2 separate regions of the Arachis hypogaea genome follow, and region 1 is linked to region 2. Evidence: chromatin contacts called from public Hi-C data. All regions are on one chromosome and are shown on one strand. Each heading gives the region's core, a stretch centred on a gene start, on an enhancer-like site or on the middle of the called end of the contact. The rest is flanking DNA. Distances are from core to core; before and after follow the strand shown.

Region 1 (4,482 bases), core at 1,510-4,009, 570 kb before region 2:
CAACAAAGTATCCAACCTGCCAACAAGAATGCAATGCTAATGACATCCTTGCCATTAGACTCGCAATTTCAGCAACCGATAGATCAGCAAACTAGTCTCTTACAGAGGCAGCAGCAACAACCGACACAGTTGCAACAATCTCCATTGCAGTTTTTGCAACAAAGCACGTCGCAGAGGGCATTGCAGCAACTTCAAGGGACTCAAATGTCACAGCAAAACCCCTCAGAGCAACAGTTACAGTTACAGCTGCTGCAGAAACTGCAACAGCAGCAGCAGCAGCAGCAACAGCAACTTATTTCAACATCTAGTCCACTTTTGCAGTCACAGCTTCTGCAGCAAAAAAATACTCATCTGGCAAACCAGCAACTACCACAGCTGCCTCAATCGCAGCATCAACCTCAACAGCTCGGAAATAATTCATTCCCAATGGAGAAGCTTCTCAACAGCAACAGCTTCTCTTCTTCGTCTCTAATGCAATCGCAACAGCTTTCGGTGAACCAACCAACCCTGAATGCACAGAAATCAGTTATAACTAGTAGAGCTCCTTCTAGTCTTACCGATGTAGACGTGCCATCATGCTCGACTTCACCGTCTACTAATACCTGCCAGATATCTCCACCAAATCTCATGAAAAGAAATCAACAAGCACCAACCACATTCGGGGGGATTTCGGTAGTTGAGCCGACTAATAATTTGGTGCAAGAGCTTCATAATAAGTCTGATATGCCGATAAAACATGAATTATCCGGCATAAAAGGCCCTGACCAGCTTAAGTATAAAGGTACAATCAGTGATCAGCTGGAAGCTTCTTCGTCCGGAACATCTTACTGTATTGATCCGGGTAGCATCCACCAGAACTTCCAACTTCCAAACTTCTGCATGGATGGTGATGTTCAATCGCATCCTAGACAAAATCTACCATTTGCCTCCAATCTTGATGGACTAGCAGCGGATACCATGCTCTCAAGAGGTTATGACTCTCAAAAAGATCTTCAAAACTTGCTGGCTAACTATGGCGGTGCTCCAAGAGACATCGAAACAGAGCTGTCCACTGCCGCCATCAGCTCGCAGTCATTTGGGGTGCCGAACATGCCTTTCAAGCCTGGTTGCTCAAGTGATATTCCCATGAACGATGCTGGGGTTTTGAATAATGGCTTATGGGCTAACCAGACTCAGAGAATGCGAACATATACCAAGGTTTGTATTCCTTGACAAATTTATAAATAATTTGAATTTACAATACTTATCGAGACATATGTACAAGAAATTATGCTAAAATATAAATTTGAATATGCTTTTGACATCACTTTAATTGCATACTTGCATATGCAATCTTAGACCCTATATTCTTGAAGTCTTTGTCATCCGGAAACTAACCTCGAATTCTTTGACCTTATCTGCATGTGTTTCGAACTTTCAAAACATATTTTGCAGGTTCAAAAATGTGGTTCTGTTGGAAGATGTATCGACGTCACGCGATACAAAGGATATGATGAACTCCGCCACGATTTGGCTCGAATGTTCGGGATTGAAGGGCAGCTAGAAGATCCTCAAAGGACCGAGTGGAAACTAGTATATGTGGATCATGAGAATGACATTCTTCTTGTTGGTGATGACCCGTGGGAGTAAGTAGTAAAATCATTGTATTTGTCATCATCTTCTTTCTCACTCATTATCAAATATTTTTCTTAACCTTCAAGTTATAATTCCTTGCAGAGAATTCGTAAGCTGTGTTCAGAGCATAAAGATATTGTCGTCCGCCGAGGTGCAACAAATGAGTTTGGATGGGGATCTAGGCCAAGTTCCAATCCCTAATCAAGCATGTAGTGGCACGGAAGGTGGCAATGCATGGAGGGGACAGTACGACGATAACTCTGCCGCCTCATTTAATCGATAAGGATGTCAAGTATGACATTTTTGAACCAGCCAACATGTATATTTTCAGAGATGGAGGACTAACTTAACCCTTAAAATTTCTTCTTGGTGCTTTCCATAGGTCACAGATTGAGACATAATTCACTTCTAAAAGATGCTGTTGATAGCATACTATAGAAGTTTAGATACTTAGATTAATGTTAGAGATCCTTCCTTTGAATATGCCATTGTTGTGAGTGCTAATGAAATAGTGCTTGGTTAGAATTCTTTTTCTTTTCCCCCCTCTGGTCTCAAATTTGTATTTTATTTTATTTTAATTTTTTTTGTCAAAGGTTCAGGCATATAGGTTTGCTGGTGTATAATGTGACGGTTTCTTATATAAAGATTTTTATATTTTATTTTTAGCTTGCACCTCTTGTAAATCTTTGGTTGCTAAAAGGGTCGGTGGGAAAATGAGATGATCAATTGATGAAACATGAAAACTATGCATTGCAGTTCTTGCCTGCTGCTTTTTCTGTACACAGCTAAATTATGGAGAAGGCCATAATGAAATATGAAAAGCTCATTTGTTGCTTTCAAATCTTTTTGCAATTTTGGGCATAGAGTCCTTTCTGGCTCCATAGCTCTCAGTTTTTACCAGGGTAGTGTTTCCCTGTTTGGAACACCGTCGATAAATAATCTACCGCCAAGACAACAATATTTTGCTATACCAATATAGGGACGAGAACATTTTTATCTTTTTTTTTTCGGTAAACATTTTTATCTTTTTATTGTTATTTATCTTTATCTTTTGTCTTAAAAAAGTGAGGCCTTTGGAAACACTTGCATATCTGTTTCGGTCTCTTTCTATCCTTGTATGCCTATCCAATAGAATTTTTTTTTTGTGGTTCCCTATAGGCATTTTTTGTTTGGTCATACCCTATAGACAATTTTCAAACACTAATTCAGTGGCTCAATATGGTAGTCGTAACTTTGGTTTAGCAAAGAATTTTGAAATGGTAGTTATATATTTTTTTAAAAGCAAAAGTATTTCATTTCTCGTTTAGTAGGTAAAAAAAGTATTTCACTTTTGAGAACACATAAGATGATGTTTTTTTAAAATTGGTTTATGTTATGATATTATTTTTAAATATTTAAGCTAATAAAAATAGATATATGAATAATTATATTTCTCTAGTATGCCTTCTCATATGAGAGTTTCTTTTGAGTTTGTGTAATTTTGTGCATAAACTTTTCTCTTTTATATCTGTTTTATGCTGATTTCTTTTTTTTTTTTTTTTTGTCAGCAAGGTTCACTCTAAACCTTTAGGTTGTAGAAGTTTTGATATCATATTATGATGCTAATTCTCCCAAAAAACTGATAGGATCGAAGGAGACAAAAAAATGTATTCAACTTAGATTAGATTTTTTGTGTAAATTCACAACCAATCATTCGAATGTTAAAGATCTTACACATTGACGCTAGCAACTAAATTTTGATGTGTCCATCTTGTTTCTTCCACTTGTACTCCATTGTCATTGTTCCTGAGTTTCGATCTAGTTTGGTCCAAACTTCTCTAAAGTTTCTATGCTTGTGAGATGATCTAGGAGCTCGTAACATGGTAGAAAATTCAGTGCATCTATCTTTAGTGCTACCAATACCAAAAAGCTTTGAATTTCTTGCATTTGTATTTGGATTTGAGTATTGGTGTGATCACTTGTGAACTTGCTTCGGAAACCATGGAGTGCTCTGATATCATGAGAGAGAGAGAGAGTTAAAACAATGTTAATCTAAGAAATATTTTTTTATGCTAATATTAATGCACGAACATTAAAGGATAAAGTATACTTTTATCCTTAATGTTTTTGAAAATTTTAAAAAGATCCCAAATATTTAATTAGCTTTAATTTTGTCCCGAATATTTTCAAAAGGTTATAATTTTACTCCTATCATTAATTTTTCGACAGTCAATAATCAATTGATTTTTTTCCAATTCTAACCCTAATTCTCATTATTGTCATCTTCATTATCTTTATTTTTTTTTTCTCTCCATCATTACCATCACCACCACCCCGAACTACAATCCATTGCCTGTCGCCCCTTCACCACCATGCATTATTTGTCATTCTTACACTGCATTGAGCCCAAATTTTTTTTTTCATTCCCAAGCTTTTATTTTATTTCTCACTTTCTCTCTATTTCAATTACAATGAAAATAAAGAAAGAGATGGTCTTTATTTCAAGAGCGTGGAAATGCAACGTTTCGATTCCAATTCCACCGGCTTTCAACCCTTCTCTTCGTCTTCTTTCTTTTCATAGCCTTCACTTGAGCCCCAATCCCACCCGACCTGAACTTTCACTCCTTCCTTCTCTTTGTCTTCCTTCTTTGATACCATGGACCTCATTGGGATAATTGAAAAATGCCACTATTGCATTGTAACTCGCCATCATTGTTGTTTGTTCTTGAGTTTGTAGTTGATGGAGATGTCCATGAATGATGGTAAAGGTGAGACAAAGATGAGATCTATGGGATCAAAGGTGTAAGATGAAATGACAATGACTAGTGGCAGCTAGAGGGGGAGGAAAGGCAATAGTGATGAGAGCAACAGGTGAGGGAGGTGGAGGTT
Region 2 (4,657 bases), core at 2,084-4,583:
AGTTGTAAGTTCCGACAAATGTATCTCTTTGGCCCATTGAGCTTGCCAACATAGCACTAACGCCAAAATCAGTAATCTTCACCTCCCCTTTGTGATTGACTAATAAGTTGGATGGTTTGATGTCCCTATGTATCACATGTCTCTCATTATGCAAGTAAACAAGACCTTGTAACACCTGTAATATGGACATGGCTCATAAATAGTTAACCAGGGAACAGAAAATGAGCCTCAATTGTTGACAGGACTAGAATGTGGCAATTTCAACAAGACTGAAAAGAGAATTATGGTCTACCATACCTGCTTACAAACCACGGCAAGATATGGTTCCAGAATTGTTTTAACTTGTCTGACTACATCTGCCAGAGAACCGCGATCCATGTATTCTAAGACAAGCGATATAACTCCGTTATGGTAGAATGAGTGGTAACAAACCACAACATGTGGACATTGTGAAGCTTGGTTTATTTTCAGTTCCTGAACAATCTGTTTTCGAATCTCCTCTTGTATGTTCATCTGAATGACCTGCAATGAAGAACAGAAGCAAAATGTACAGGGTTGAGACTTGAAAAACAATTTTTAAATTCAGTATGCTTTACTTTAAAATGTAATCCCTTACAGCAGCGCAAGATCACAATTTTAAACTGTGTTATTGAAATAGCTAAAAACAAAGATAACAAACAAATAATATAGATCAAATTTTAGGAGGAAGCAGAAAAGGCTGATCTAGAAAGTACTTCTGAAAAGAATTGCAGCATAAAAGACACAGTTTCATACTAAGGTTGCTGTCTGCATCATGTCAAGGCTCCAATCTAATTAGCTGATGATCCAAACCTGATCTTTTAGATAGCTGCCGTATTAAGATGAACATGTGAAACAAACTTCTGAAATAAGCATTGCACTTGTTTCAAAATTTTCATGTCATGAATCCATTTGTTTTAGAAAGGAACTTTAAGGAAACTATGTTGACCTTAAAATAATGTGTCAAATAAAAATCAGACGCAATTCAAATAAGGTTATTAAGTGCAGCATGTACTCGCCTTCAGAGCAAACAATCTTCCAACCCACTTATGTTGAACAAGTTGTACTACGCCACCACTACCTTTTCCAATCACTTTGATGGTCTCAAGGTCATCAAGGGAGAAATCGAATTCCAGTTCCTTACCATCAGAAGGCTGTCCAAACAGGAAAATTACAAGTCTAAGATTAGATGCTACAAAGAAAATGAAATTGAATCAAAGTCATCAAAATTGAAACTAACAATAATTGCTGCAAACGATAGTGCAATGTACATTGTTGAAGAAACTAGTAGAGAAAATTGCAACCAAGTAATCAAAACTGAACACCATAACTGATTGAAGATAAGCAATGTAGTTTCTAGATCCTAATAAAACAATGGAAGCTGGCTTTGAAATTCAACTCATTAGGCAAAATTTATGCAAAATTGAAAATAGTATATATATATATATATATATATTAGATTAGAAAGTAGAAACAACAAATGGGAATGTGGAAGAAATAAGAGCTACCCTTGATTCTTTCTCTTCAGATATGAGACGCAGTCCTTTCTGATTTAACAGCAGATCTCCATCATGGAACGTGCCACTTGCAGTCCTGATATAAAGAAAGTTTTCTTCTCATATAAAGAAGACAATTTCCCAAGCTCAAAACATGAAAAAAACAAGTAATCTAAGATACTGCATGTTGGAATTGTTGTCAAACTAACCCACGTGCTAAACTAGTATATTTTGGTAGGTAGCAACAACAAAGCATAAAGAGTGACATAAAGCTAAGGACGGCAATTTTACATGCGAATTTAAGTGGTGAAGCTAAGAAGACATGGGTGAGTGTTAATAGAGAAGATAGAGAGAATATAATTACAGGAATGAAGTGATGGGTGTTTCTTGAGCAGGAACAGCAAGCTTGAGCTGCTTCAATGGTGTTTTGGTCTTCATCTTCATTTGTTTCTTCGTTATTTCAGTGTCAAAGAAATGCTGAATTGATTCAACAATTTGAGCGCACAGAAAGAGGAAGAGAAAGTATTAGAAACAGAAGGAAAAAAACAAAGGTGGGGATACTTTTGGTATATTAGATTTATAGTGAGCATAACTTTGGTATATCATTAATTCAAATGAGGATGACCGCCAATATAATTTCTGCGTTATTTTATAGGGAATTGGATGGCATGGTCTTTAATTAAATAGTTTATCAAAGATAAACTGTAAGTCATTCAATTGACATACGTTATGTAACCAAGTAAGTCATTCAGAGGCCAACACTAAGACATATTCCCAAGTTCCTCCAACTTCTCAATTATTATGCTTCCCTTCATACTCGGCTGAAAGCTCATAATAATCTTGAGCCTATTAAGCATCAAATTGTTGAAACTATAAACCACAACATTCCTATATGTACTGGAAGTGAAAAAAAAAAAAAAAAACACCTTACAAAACAAAGCAGAATTTGTAGTTCCTTTTTGAGTCAGTGAGAATCATTAAGTATGTAACATGTTTGAGAATACTTGTGCATATTAAAATTCTCCACCCTTTTCTAGAATCAAAAGATAAAAAAATTAACAGGAGAGAAAAAAATGGAGCAGATTTTGTACATCATATCAAACTGGAACTGAATTTATTTACTTAAGAGTTTGTATTTATTTGGAGCTCCAAAACACATATCAAAAAGAGTAGAGGCCTTTGGTAGTAGATTACTGTTTCTGTTGCATTCAAATTGCTAGAATTGAAGAAAATTACGAGTAAATGAGGCTGAAACATTGAGGTACTGCTATGATAGTGTGACACAGCAAAAATCTACATAGTGATTCAAAAACTGTATAGTCAAAAGTGAACATTTTCTCAAATCCAGGGGACACAATGATATACAGATCAAAAGGGAAATGTTCAAACACCAACAAGGACTAATGTTTCCATGAAATTTGAAATAGGGTCTGAGAAATCAGTTAAAATTGAACGAACACAGCACCAGAAAATCAACTAACTAATCAAGCAAATTAACAAGTCAACACAACACAGCAAAGAGAGGACTCACCTACCAGAATTTCGGTGACAACGGCGAGCAGAACGGCGACGAGGGAGAGAAGCAGTACGGCGATCACGGCAAAGCAGCACGGCGACCACGGACGGTGGCAACCAGAATTGTGGTGAGTAGATCGGAAGGAGCTAGGGTTTGAGGTGTGTCATAGTGCAGAGCATGTGTGACTTTGTTTAGAATTTAGACTAGAGCATAGAGTTTAGACCGTTGAGAGTTGAGACTGAGACAGTAAAGGAGCCAAAAGGAAGTAAGGAACACTTTACTAAGCTAGCCAGCTTATCTTTTCCTTCAATTAAGTTGGCGCCCGCAGATAATTTAAACTAGTCTTTTTCTTTTTATTTATCTATTATATATTATATGTGTTGAGTTTGAAAAAGTGAAATAATGAGCAAATATTATTTAAATATAAATTAGAAAATTATTAAAATATTATTAATTGTTTAAATTGCTTCCAATGATTTGTTTTATGTTTTTGTTAGTATGCACGAAGCAAATTAGTTTTTAATATTGGGCTAAGATGCAATCAAACCCAATTTAATTATTGAATGGCGAGCCTTATACAAAATTTATTTCATAAATAGTGGCTAATATTAAAAGAGAAAGAGATCCAAAGAGGCTCAAGTGATGAGAGCCAGTTTGGTTACTAAACAAGTTTAGTCCAATAATAATTGTTCACTTCAAGTGGCTAAACAATTAAAAAGCAAAAAAAAAGAAGAAAATGGCCCAAAACCTTAGTCGTTTAGTGGTCATAAACCAAAGAGAATTCAAATTGTCAAAGTTATCATTCTTGGTTATTGAAAGTAAAAATCCAATTGAGTTTAATTTCATTAAAATTATGCTTCGGTTATTAATTCCTTGGTAACCGCAACTCCAAATTCAATTCAATTTAATTTGCATTGATGACTTCCAATGAAAGCTGTTCTCTGTTCTCTTTCCTCTCTCTTTCTTTCGGTCACATCTTTCATTAAAAAAAAAAGAAAGAAGAAAATTAAAGCCACAGAGAAAAGCCTATGTAGAAAGGCTAAGAAAGATTATTTCCATAGAAGGAAAGATTTGAAGAAAGGCTTAAAGATTTGTTGCCAAGGAAGGAAAGAAATGCATCGGTTCATGAAGCAAATCTATCTTGAAAGCGCAACAAAGATTCATTTCCATTTTTGTGAAAAAGATAGCCTTTGAGTCTCAGGTCGGGAAGAAGTAAAAATGGGAAGCTTGAAGCCAGGCTGGGTCAGACACTTATCAATATTCAGAATCAATTCTTGGGGCCAAAGTCAAGATCAATGGCCACGATTGAAGAAAATAGATGAAAAAGGTTGAGAGAGGTACATACATGTAGTTTCGATTTTTTCTCTCTTTTTCTTTTGTTTAAATTGTGACTTAACTTATGTTGGAGAAGAAGTTGCTGGGTTGGTTGAACCGGTTTCAACTTTGGAAGCTTGCCCTTCTATAATAAGGGTGAACGGCCAAGGGTTGAGATCAAGAAGTGAGAGCACACGTTTGGGTTCCCAGAGCTATTTGAGCTAGTTATTCTTCTCCTTCATGGCTTTTATTGAATATTTTTTTTCTCAGTGAGTCTGTCTGTGTTTCATTGGTAAAAGACAAAATGTGAGAT

Evidence for each region. Hi-C and Micro-C count contacts between places; a contact is called where the count stands out from the background.
Region 1: a contact with region 2 is called in a Hi-C map of leaf, with 5 times the contacts expected there. The contact joins the enhancer-like site here to the promoter of LOC112790542 in region 2. A contact is called at or near these places in 2 of 8 Hi-C or Micro-C datasets (both in leaf).

Annotation. Positions count from the first base shown.
Region 1 is chr3:51,244,013-51,248,494 of arahy.Tifrunner.gnm2.J5K5, reverse strand. LOC112790552 (auxin response factor 19) reads left to right here. Exons shown (of 14, transcript XM_025832997.3): 12 at 1-1,197; 13 at 1,435-1,625; 14 at 1,717-2,279. The coding sequence ends at 1,897. Among protein-coding and RNA genes, the nearest start is that of LOC112790552, 8.3 kb to the left of the region's middle. Within about 2 kb of position 2,759, at least 3 of the 3 cell types and tissues checked have open chromatin away from gene starts, as enhancers often do.
Region 2 is chr3:50,675,769-50,680,425 of arahy.Tifrunner.gnm2.J5K5, reverse strand. LOC112790542 (mitogen-activated protein kinase kinase 6) reads right to left here and starts at 3,333. Exons shown (of 9, transcript XM_025832989.3): 1 at 3,050-3,333; 2 at 1,879-1,991; 3 at 1,527-1,611; 4 at 1,038-1,172; 5 at 298-522; 6 at 1-175. The coding sequence starts at 1,958.